2 separate regions of the Mus musculus genome follow, and region 1 is linked to region 2. A link is a contact called in public HiChIP or PLAC-seq data. All regions are on one chromosome and are shown on one strand. Each heading gives the region's core, a stretch centred on a gene start, on an enhancer-like site or on the middle of the called end of the contact. The rest is flanking DNA. Distances are from core to core; before and after follow the strand shown.

Region 1 (5,729 bases), core at 1,850-4,349, 140 kb before region 2:
GGGTGTGTGGTATTCCTTGGCTCCCAATTGCTAAGATACCCTTGTACCAGAGAACCCTTCCAAAAGATACACCCCAGCACGGCTGTGGGCTCATCACACTCCTACGTGTATCTGCAAAGAGAATTCTAGCAGCTTTGGGAATTTCACTGTTTGAAAAGTTTCTAAGCCCCTCCCCTTTATCTCCCCACCCCACTTTTTTTTTTTTTTTTTTTCTTTCTGGAAATGTATCAGAAAGAATTGCAAGCTGAGAAGGTCACAGAGCCTCAAGGGTCACATGATGAGGTTAAGCCATTATCTTTCATGGGGCGGGAGCAATCGCTCAGTGACCCAGCACTGACTGCTTTCGCTAAGGATCTGAATTTGGGTCCCAGCATCCTCAGGCCAGCTCACAGATATTGTAACTCACGTTCCAGGATATCCGATGCCTTCTCCTGGCCTCATGCACCAGGCATACACATGCTACACATACATGCAAGCAGATGAAAACACTCATACACAGAAAAAATGTTTTCAATAATATCTTCCATTGTAAATGGGGGTTCTTGTGAAATTCCTGGAGAAATCCAGGTTTATATCTGGGAAGAGAGGAAAGCCATACTGGGGCCTCATCATCCATTGACATCTTAATATCCTTTAAAAATTATTTTCATTTATGTGTATACATAGGAGTAGGTGTTGTGTGTTCAGTACACTCAGTGGCCAGAAGAGGGCACCAGAGGCCCTGGAACTGGAGTTATGGTGGCTCTGGTGCTAGGAACTAAACCCAGGTCCTCTGGAAGAGCAGCAGCCAGTACTCTTAACCCCTGAGCCATCTCTCCAGCCCCTTGTTTTTAATTTCTTAACCTTTATTTTTGTTTTGCGTATGAGTGCTTTGCCTGCATATATGTCTGTTTATGCAGCAGTGTGTGCATTGTGTTGTCCATATAAGTCAGAATAAGGCGTTAGATCCCAACTTGGAACTGGAGTTGCAGATGGTTTGGAGCCATTTGTGCTGGAGATTGAACTCAAGTCTTCTGGAAGAGCAGCCAGCGCTGAGCCGCCCTGCCATCCCTGAAGCTTCTCCAGCCCCTCGCTTTAATGTTCTTATTTGAAACATCTCCCTAGGAGAGGACTATTTCTCTATGTTGACAAACTGTGCAGCAACAGAGTCTGTTCATTGGGCTGGAATCTCGATCCACTGGTGGCTTCAACCAGACTCCAGGTGAGGGCCCCTTTCCCTTCCCACCTCCCCTTCATTTTCCAACTTTCTGCCCTGTCTGAAGTTGTGACTCAGGAAGGCTGGAGACTCTGGACATTTGCCGCCATTGTACGTTGGGGGGAGGGGTCAGAGCATTGGAGGACTTCTGCAGGTGCAGCCTAGGGACTTCGGGAAGGACTATTGTAACTGATGCTGAATTTCGTTTGCCAGAGTGGTTGCTGGGAAAACATGAGAGAGCCCACACTGAAGCAGCCCAATTCTTCAGAAAGTTGGCATGCTCTTTGTTTCTCTGCCTCATCCAACAGTCCCGAGAATCCAGAATCCTTCTCTCTCTCTCCCCCCCACCCCGCTCCCATGTCAAGGATGATTGACAGGAGATAGGCCTTCATCATTTGCATGTACAAAAACATTTGAGGTCTTTGATTTTTTAAAAATATTTTTTTACGTTCATGTGTGTTTTGCCTGCATGTATGTTACGTGTACCATGTGCAAGCCTGGTGCCTGAAGAGGTGGGGGTGGGCAGAGGGAGGGCAGGAAAGGAGAGGGAAGAGAGAGGGAGAGGGAGCAAGGAAGGGGAGACAAAAAGAGGGGGGAGGAGAGACAGACAGACAGACAGACAGACATAGACATAGAGAGATGAGACAAAGAGGGAGACAAGGAAAGAGAGAGATGGGGTGGGGCAAACATTGTAGATACTGTAGAAAAATGTCTGTTTTCATTTTCAGAATGGGAGAGGTAGGCCTGGGCCGGGACTTGTCTCTTGCTACTGAGAGGTGAGTCAGCAGAACACCCCCCTGCTTGAGTGTTCCTGGTATCCCTGGAAAACATTTATTCCCAGGGTGCCCCCTTCTCATAGACCCATCTCTCTTTGAAGTGAGGGAGGGAAAGAGCGGCTCCCACTGTAGTCCAGGCTAGCCTAGGTCTCTTGGCATCTCCGATACTTCGGGACCACAGCTATACACCACCACCCGTGTGCAAGCATCTCTCTCTGCTCTTCCATACTTGGGGGGCTGGAGGTAACACATCGGAGCAAAGATGTCAGGAGGGGAAATACAACCTGAGAAACACGTGGGCTCTAAAAATACTCTAGAGCCGGAAAGATGGCTCAGTGGAAAAGGCTTTTGCCGCCGCGCCCCCTCGCCCCCAACTTGAGGACCTGAGTTCGATCCCTGTAACCACTGTAAAGATGGAAGGAGAGAACCAACTCCACAAAGTTGTCTTCTGATGTCCATGCTATGACATGCACACACCTATGACAGGCACATTACCAACACACATACAACACACACACTACACACACACACACACACACACAGTTTAAACGTTTCTCAAAACAGCGCTTTAAAAGCATAGAGACACGGAGCTGAAGAGAGGACTCAACAATAAAGCGTGCTGCTCTTACAAAGAACCTGGGTCCTATTTCCAGCACCCATAACGGAGATGCGCAGTCAGCTGTAAAGCCAGTCTCTAGGGATCTGACGCCCCCTTCTGGACTCTGCGGGCACTGCATGCACGCGGTGTACTTCCACACAAGCAGGCTGAACAACCTCATGCATTAAATAAGAGCAAATAAAAATTGTTAAAAGCAAAGGACAAGCTGGTAAACAAGGTAAATGCTAGATGGGTAGGAGCTTTGGGTGTCAGGCTGGATCCGGTGTGGTGGGGGGGGGGGAGGGGGGTTGGGAGTCGCGGGGTGAGGGTGGGGGGGGGATTCGGAGTGTGTGTGTGTGTGTGTGTGTGTGTGTGTGTGTGTGTGTGTGCTGTGTGCTTGAGGTGCGCAGCAGAGTTGCTCCAGTGAGAGGCTTGTAGGAAGGGTTGGGGGTGGGGCAGAGAGTCTGGAAAAGGAAGCTGAGCCGCTCTGAGGAGCTGGGGAAGAGAGGAGGGTTCCCCCCTGCCGGGGGCATGATGAATAGTCCCAAGTCTCAAGCTGGGCCTGTCTGCAGCGGCCTGGAGGCTGGCAGCATAATCCAGGGGGCTTCTCCATTCTAAACGCAAATGAAGAGGCCCTGAGCCCAAAGGGGGAGGATCAGAACCTGGAGTTCAAAGCTCAAAAATGACACATTGCCTCTTTCCCCCCCTCCCATCCCCCCGTTTATTTTTTTAAAGGGGCCAGAAATATGGTTGGTTATTATCTTGAGTTATTGCTACAAAGAATTTCAAAATTAAAAGATAAGCATTGCCGAGGAAGCACAGTAATTTTCATAAAAGGGGGACTTAAAACAGATGTGCTCTCTTTAATCGAAGCACGCTTGGGAAAATAGGCGCACATTTTTAACATAGCGGGGGAGTGGCGCAGGGCTTCTGCGTTTGTCTCCCGGGCTTACCAGGGTGTGACAGGTCTTTGGGCGGGCACACACATAGGACAAATGGGTTAGCAGCATCACAAATGGCCACCAAGTGTCTTTATCTCCTGGTACCAGGGCACAGGACCACTCTGAGCATCTGTCAGATCTTTCCATAACTACATGATTTAATCTCTTTTGAATCTGTCGAACAATTTGCCTTTTCAGAATCTGCCCCTGTTGTACAAATCCCTGATGCTTGACCACAAAGAAAGCCAAAATTGTATTTGTCTTTGACTTAGCCCCTTTCTTCTTTGCAGAAGATTTAGGGGGATAGGAGTTATATATTGTCCTTATTTCTTTGAATGTTGACACAAGAGAATCTTTTAGTGATACATACATATTCTTTCTGCTCAAAGAGTTAGAATGGTCTCCACTAAGCTTTGGCCCCAAGTCCCGTTCATCTGGAGTGAAGTCTGTTGTCCAAACAGAAGCTCAGGGCTTCATTTTCACAGGGAGTGGAGGACCCGAGTGGCCTCTCCCAGTCACAGAGGAGTGGAATAGCCCGTGACCGGCATGAGGGAATGAGGAGGTCCGTATGTGAGCCTTTGACTAGTCTAAAAGGCAATGATTTGGCCGGGCAGTGGTGGCGCACACCTGTAATCCCAGCACTTGGGAGGCAGAGGCAGGTGTATTTCTGAATTCAAGACCAGCCTGGTCTACAGAGTGAGTTCCAGGACAGCCAGGACTGTGCAGAGAAACCCTGTCTCAAAAAAAAAAAAAAAAAAAAAAAAAAAAAAAGAAGCAATGATTTAGGTTCACTTAGAAATGGCAAAGCCAACCAGGAATAGCCATTCAACATCAAGTCATTAGGAGATTGTAAATAAAATTATTTTTATTATCTTTTTTTATATGTATGTGTGTGTCTGTGTATGTATGCACACATATACACAGGTGTCTGGGTAAGGCTGGAAAAGGGCAACAAATCTCCTGGTGCTGCAGTTACAAGATTTGTGAGCTACCCAAAAAGGTTGGCTAGGACTTGAACTATGGTCCTCTGAAAGAGCAGCAAATATTCTTAAACACAGAGCTGTCTCTCCAGCCCTGAGAATTGCAAATTCAAACAACCGTGGAATAACACTTCCGTGCAAGTCTTAAAACACCCCAAACTGAGAACATCAACCACATAGAAAGCAGGTGAACTCACCCACTGTGGAAGAGTCTCTTACAAAACTCAACATACCGTCACCACAGGCTTGAATAAGCACGCTCCAATCTGCTTTCCATGGCCATGAATCACCACGGACCAAAAGCAACTTGAGAGGGGCCAAGGATTTCTTGACTTACACTTGCATGTCACAGTCCATCACCGAGGGAAGTCAGGGCAGGAAATTAAGCTGGACCCTGGAGGTACTGGCTTGCTTCCCAAGCCTAGCTCAGTCTGCTTTCCAATGGAACCCAGGATCACACCTGTCTAGGGGTGGCACCACCCCTAGTGGGCTGAGCCCTCCATCAGTAAGCAATCAAGAAAAAACAAAAACAACAACAAAAAAAAAACCCCCGGCCTCACAGACTTGCCTGCAGGCAAACTTGATGAAGGCAATTCCTCAATTGAGGTACCCTCTTCCTCAGGTGGCTCTAGTTTGTGTCAAATTGCCAAAACCTGACTAGGGCATCTTTCTCGGTGTTTACCTGGAGGATTTAAACACTTGCATAAAAACTCAACATAAAAAGAGCACTGACGGCTGGGCGGTGGTGGTGCACGCCTTTAATCCCAGCACTTGGGAGGCAGAGGCAGGTGGATTTCTGAGTTCGAGGCTAGCCTGGTCTACAAAGTGAGTTCCAGGACATCCAGGGCTATACAGAGAAACTCTGTCTAGAAAAACAAACAAACAAACAAAAAAACCACTGACTGTTCTTCCAGAGGTCCTGAGTTCAATTCCCAGCAACCACATGGTGGCTCACAATCATCTATAATGGAATCTGATGCCCTCTTCTGGTGTGTCTGAAGACAGCTACAGTGTACTCATAAAATAAATAAATCAAAAAACAAAGCAAAACAAAACAAAACAAAACAAAACAAAAAAACCCTCAACATAGATAGTCTGTAGCAACTCTGTTCACCATGACCCAAACTTGATGGCAACTGACTTGTCCCACAGTGAATGAATGGATGAGGATGGTCTGGAACAACCAGATGGTACTATTATGCAGCAGAGAGAGACACGGAGTCACACAGGGATATGAGA
Region 2 (5,927 bases), core at 2,140-4,639:
AGAGTGGGGTGGGGGAGGATTTGGTGTCCCTGAAGCATTCAAACTCAGCTAAACTATGTCTTCCCCACCCTTGCCCCATTAGGCTGTCAGGGCAGAGGAGGCCCTAAGCCACAGCTGTCATTTGACCTCCATACCTAGGTAGACAGCAGGATCTCCTGGCAGACAGATGTGACCCAGAGCAGCGCATCACTGTATATATACTGCTGTGTGGCCAGCTGTCCCTACGAGGAAGAAAGAGGCTGTCTCCACTGCCGGGGACCTGCATGGGGATGTTTCAAGGGGAGGGAGCACGATTGTGACACATAGTGACCACCATAGGCCAGCACCTCACTCCACCCTCTGACTTGCAAGGTAGCCACTGTGTTTCTGCCCCGCCCACATCTGCAGTAGAGGGAGCTGGAACCTTGCCTGACCAACCACATAGATACTGCTGGGCGGGGCTTCTGGGGGGCGGCGATCAGAGGAAGGTGATCAATTTCTCAAAAGATTAAGCTTAGAAGGCCTGAGAGCAGAGCTGACCCCAGGCCTGGGAGAGCCTCCCAAGGGTGCGGCCCTGAGTTCATCCCGTGAGGGAAAGACTCTGGGCACTGTCCCAGCTCAGGATCCCCCCAGTCACTAGGGCCACAAGTCCTGTCTTGTGTTTCTATCTGAACCTGAGACTCAGAACTTCCCAGTGGCCTGGAATGTGTTTCATCCCCTCGCCTCCTTCTTAATTGTGCGGGGGAGGGGGGAGTTTTATTACTCCTTTGAGAATCTTGAAGGAGATGATTCTCTAGTTGCTTCTATCCAGCTCAGGAAGGGGATGAAAGCTTTTTGCCAAAACTTGTGCGAGCTGTTGAGAAACCACCCAGAAGCCTGTTCTGAAGAACTTTTTCTTTTCTTTTCTTTTCTTTTTTTTTTTTTTTTTTGTTTTGTTTTGTTTTTTGGTTTTTCTGAGGGGGGGCGCAATCAAAGGAAAGTTTACGGAGATAGGACTAGGGGACTTTCCTGTGGTTTCTCCCTCTGAGCTACAGACATCTCTGTCATCTTCTAGATTGTTCTACTGGGGGTTGGGAGGTGGAGCTGCGGGGCTGAGAGAATGAATTCTGTACCCATGGGTCAGGTGAGAGGCAAGCAGAGGCAGCTCTGTTGGCTGCCAGCATGTTGAGGGGAGAATGTCTGAGGTAGCCTGGGACTGGTGCATGGTTGTCTATGTGGTCCAGATACTGTATCAACTGTTTAATCTACCCCCATGCCTAGCTCAGCCATCAGGGGCAAGAGAGGAGTAACACTTTCGTCCTCTTCCTATTGGCTGGGGTAATCTTTAGGCTCCTCCCCCATCCCACCGACCTCCTGCTTCCTGTTCTTGGAATCTCACCAGGATCTTGACATTTTTCTGGGATATCTCCCTTCTCAACCTACTCATGTCAGTCGAGCCCCTCCTGTCACACAAGGCCACATGTTCATGGTTCCCAGGACCGGGATGTGGACACCTTCGGACCTTCTGCAGATGAGAGCAGTGGGTCCTTTCTGCACTCTCCTACCCATAGGTTGATGGCCCCAGACCGAGGGCAATGAAATGAGCCAATCGTTGCTTAATGCAGCCCCAGGGGGTTTCCCAATGGCAGTGGTGAGAGGCTCAGCCTTACTGAAGCAGCCCGCAAAATTATCTGAAGTTATCTGCAGGAGAAAGAAACAAAGGAAACACATCCACCCACAATACCACCACGGGAGGCTGACAGAGAATAAAAGTATCCTCCCCGGTTCCCTCAGAGTCCCCAATCCCAGCCTTAACTCTGCAGCCTAGTTCCCTCCTATCGGGTGTCTTAGACGTTTCTTCAGAGTCCTCCTCCCTTGTGGTGTTTAGCCAATCCCAAGAGACCTCCCAGCAGCTGATTCCACCCAGCTCTGTCTGGGTCAAGTGTTACCTCAGACCTCTGAAATATTCTCCTATGGTGGATACTCTGGTTCCCTGGCTTGGTGGGTTTTGAATCCTTGCTTTCCTGTCTTTTGTCTTCCCTACTCTCTACCCTCCCACTATACCACCATTGGTCCCAAAGGGCCAGTCCGTGAAGCCTCTAGCCTCTTGGCTTAAATTGATCTTTCTTTCTTTCTTTCTTTCTTTCTTTCTTTCTTTCTTTCTTTCTTTCTTTCTTTCTTTCTTTCTTTCTTTCCCTTTCCTTCCCTTCCTTCCTTTTTTTCTCTTTCCTTCCCTTCCTTCCTTTCTTTCTTTCTTCCTTTCTTTCTTTCTTTCTTTCTTTCTTTCTCTTTCCTTCCCTTCCTTCCTTTCCCTTCCCCTTCCTTCCTTTCTTCCTTCCTTTCTTTCTTTCTTTCTTTCTTTCTTTCTTTCTTTCTTTCTTTCTTTCTTTCTTTCTTTTTTAGTTTGTTTTATATGTATGAATGTTTTACTTGCATGTATATATTTATACCACATGCATGCCTGGTAGGTCAGAAAAGGGCATCAGATCCCCTGGATCCGGAGTTTCAGATGACCGTGAGCTGCCATGTGGGTGCTGGGAACCAAACCGAAGTCCTCTTTGAGAGTAGCCAATGCTCTTAACAGCTGAGCCATCTCTCCAGCCTCTCATTTTTTTTTGTTTGTTTTTTGTTTTGTTTTGTTTTGTTTTTTCCAGACAGGATTTCTCTGTGTAGCCCTGGCTGTCCTGAAACTCATTTTGTAGACCAGGCTGGCCTCGAACTCAGAAATCTGCCTGCCTCTGCCTCCTGAGTGCTGGGATTAAAGGCGTGCGCCACCACGCCCGGCTCCAGCCTCTCAATTTATTTTCAGTTATGGGTAGGTGTGTGATTCTCTGGGTGGGTATATTCATGTGAGTACAAGTTCCCAGAAAGCCCAGAAAAGGGTGTTGGATTCCCGGGAGCTGGAGTTACAGGAGGTTATTGAGATACCATGTGGTTGCTGGGACTTGAACTCCTGGTCCTCTGCAAAAGCATTCATTGCCCACTCAACCACTGAACCTGTGCTTAACCACTGAACCATCTCTCCAGCCCTTTGGTCCTTAAAATAAATCTCCCTCTGTCTTAACGCCACTGCAGTCACCTGGGGTGGGCCTGGTGGTGGGACTAAAAGCAACAGAAGCTCAATTCCCAGCAGCCAGTAGCCGTCATCCCGACACACTTTTCCCAAGGAAGTTCTCAAGTTCCCAACATACCAACCTGGTTTCCTCCCTTCGCTCCCCTCAGTAAGAGTTGTGAGAAATAAAATGTCACCATTTCATTCCGGGTCACTTGTCGTCTTTTAAAATCTTTGTGGCACTTGAGAGCATGAAGGGCTCTGGCTTCTGTGACTTCCAAGACGCCCCAAACAGAAAAAGCACAATGGCCCAAGGACCTCCGGGTGAGGCCTCCTGGGCCCCCGCCTCGGGGTCAGCTGCCTCCAGGAGCTGGAAGTAGGCCCTGTAGCCCATAGAGCAGCAAGCAAGCTGACACTCTCCCTGCCTCTCGGGGGAGTTGCAGAGAGACCGAGAGCAGACAACCCTGCTGTTGTTCTTTGAAGCTGTGGCTTGTCATCCCCCTGCCTCACCCCTGCTGCTCCTAAGAAAGGCTGGGCAGGGTCAGCAAGGGCCCAGCCTGGATGATGGGAATGGAGCTTGGCCACAGCTAGCTCAGCTCAGCTGCTGTTTGCAGCAAGGCCACTGGCCCAAGGCCCTGCCCCCCTGGCCAGGATGGCAGAAGATGCTGGAGCCTCTTGCAAACCGTTGGCCAGCAGGTATCCGCCAGGCTCACCCAATGCAGAGGGTGGGTGGAACTCAGGCTCTGATATCAGTCAGCTGCTTCAGGTTCTCAGCGAGTGCGCTCTCTCTTTTGTGTGTGTGTGTGTGTGTGTGTGTGTGTGTGTGTGTGTGTGTGTGTGCGCGCGCGCGCGTGTGTCCTCTGGAATCACAGCCCATCAGAGCTGTGCCCATGGCCATGAAGACTGTGTTGAACCCCCAGAAGCACTGCTGTATCCCCATCAATCTTGATCATCCCCAGGAATCTTGGATTGGAGTCTTGCTGGTACAGCTGTTCGTTCCTTACCCTCTCCTTGGGTGGGGCCAGGCCTGGCTCAGGCTACAGAGCATAGATCCAACGACACCCCCCCCCCACACACACACACACATCTTGACTCTGTCTCTAGCTAGACCTGCAGAGTTCTTGTTCCTCAGTGCTGTGGATTGAATTCAGGGCTGCAACGCCTGGCAAAACACTGTATCACTTAGCCATATCCCTAGCCCATCTGCAGAACACTCCATGATCCTCCAATCAGCACCCAATACACTGTCTAAGATGTGGGGAGAGCTGATACTGGGAACGGCTAGATTCCTGAAGGTCATAGAGTCTACTAGAAAATGGAAATCGTCCTCTGCGTCTCTGAAATCACCAAGGAAGGACTGGTTTTGAGAGCGTTCTAGCTGAGCTAGAGGTTGGCCTCTCCTGCAGACAGCATGTGGCTTCCTGGGGACACAGAGGTAACAGGTGAATCTGAATGTGAAGGCTGGGGAGGTGCTGAATGGTAGCCAGCAGGGATCGCTCTTAGGTTGCCAACCACCTCAGACACTGACCCAGAGAGGTGAAGACACTCGTGATGAGAGGCAAGAGTCCAGCCCCTCCTGAGCGTCACGTTAAGATTCTCCTCAGAAATTACTACAAAATACAAAATTCACTGAATTCCCAAACCTACTGAGCCTCCCTCTTTGCCCTCTCCTCCCCTCCCCCTTTCCCTCCCCTCCCCAACCAATTCCTTCCCCTTCCCCCAACCCCTTCCCTCTCCTCTCCTCTCTCTCAACCTTCTCACTCCATCACCCTCATCTCTCCTCTCCTCCTTTTCCTTTCCCAGACCAACACCATCCAGGTCTCAACCTCAGGGCCTTGAGCCTCTCCCTGTCAAGGAACCTGCAGCTGCTGCCACTGCCCAACCCAACCCAACCCAACCCAACCCAACCCAACCCAACCCAACCCAGCCCAACCCAAGCCAATCCAACCCAACTCAACCCAACTCAGCCCAACCCAAGCCAACAGAACCTTGTATCTATTCAAAGGCTGATAGTCCTAGGAAGGAACCATTCCAAAAATTAACATTCTGACTTCAACTGGGGGCATGCTGCTTTCATGCCAGAAGTCAGAGAGTCCTGTGTGGAAACATTGAAAAATTTGAGATTACCTACCATCTATTTGTCTGTCATATACCTGTCTGTCTGTCTTTTGTCTATCTATCATCTTTTATCTATCTGCATACTATCAATCATCTTTCCACCATATATCTGTCTGCCTGTCTGTCTGTCTTTTGTTTATCATCTATTATTTATCTGTATACTATCAATCATCTGTCTACCGTCTATCATCTATCTGCATACTATCAATCATCTTTCTACCATATATCTGTCTGCCTGTCTGTCTGTCTTTTGTTTATCATCTATCTATTATTTATCTGTATACTATCAATCATCTGTCTACCATCTATCATCTATGTATCTATGTATCTATGTATCTATCTATCTATCTAGTATCTGTCTACCATCTGTCTGTCTATCTTTCTGTCTTTTGTCTATCATCTGTCTATCATCTATCTGCAAACTATAAATCATCTTTCTACCATCTATGTATCATCTGTCTGTCTGTCTGTCTCTATCTGTCTATCTTTTGTCTGTCTATTATCTTTCTGCGAACTATCTACCAATCATCTTTCTCCCATCTATGTATCATCTGTCTGTCTGTCTACCCATCACCCTCTACCACAGTTCACTGCTTTCCTGTGTGAAATCATCTGGTTTTAGTGAACCTCTGGGTCAGGCAATCACCATCACTTTCCAACACTAAAACATTTCCATCACCCCAAGAAAACATGCCCTGGCTATTATCAGCCACTTCCCAACATTTCCCACACGACCCCTAGAAACTACAAATGTGCATTTTCTCTCTGTGGACCTGTCAACTCTGGCCTCTTTACATCA

What was found. HiChIP or PLAC-seq counts read pairs in DNA pulled down with a chosen protein or histone mark.
Region 1: an H3K4me3 HiChIP or PLAC-seq map of embryonic midbrain shows a contact between it and region 2, with 2.5 times the contacts expected there. The contact joins two enhancer-like sites. A contact is called at or near these places in 7 of 115 datasets of contacts at active chromatin or transcription factors (craniofacial prominence, embryonic basal ganglia, embryonic hindbrain and 4 more).

The regions. Positions count from the first base shown.
Region 1 is chr5:128,701,666-128,707,394 of GRCm38.p6, reverse strand. It overlaps Gm33995 (a long non-coding RNA gene), which reads left to right. Exons shown (of 3, transcript XR_377093.1): 2 at 1,105-1,201; 3 at 1,924-1,975. Among named protein-coding and RNA genes, the nearest start is that of Gm33995, 4.9 kb to the left of the region's middle. Within about 2 kb of position 3,099, at least 31 of the 459 cell types and tissues checked have an H3K27ac peak or open chromatin away from gene starts, as enhancers often do.
Region 2 is chr5:128,565,058-128,570,984 of GRCm38.p6, reverse strand. It overlaps Gm38612 (a long non-coding RNA gene), which reads right to left and starts at 337. Exons shown (of 3, transcript XR_868542.2): 1 at 135-337. Within about 2 kb of position 3,389, at least 9 of the 459 cell types and tissues checked have an H3K27ac peak or open chromatin away from gene starts, as enhancers often do.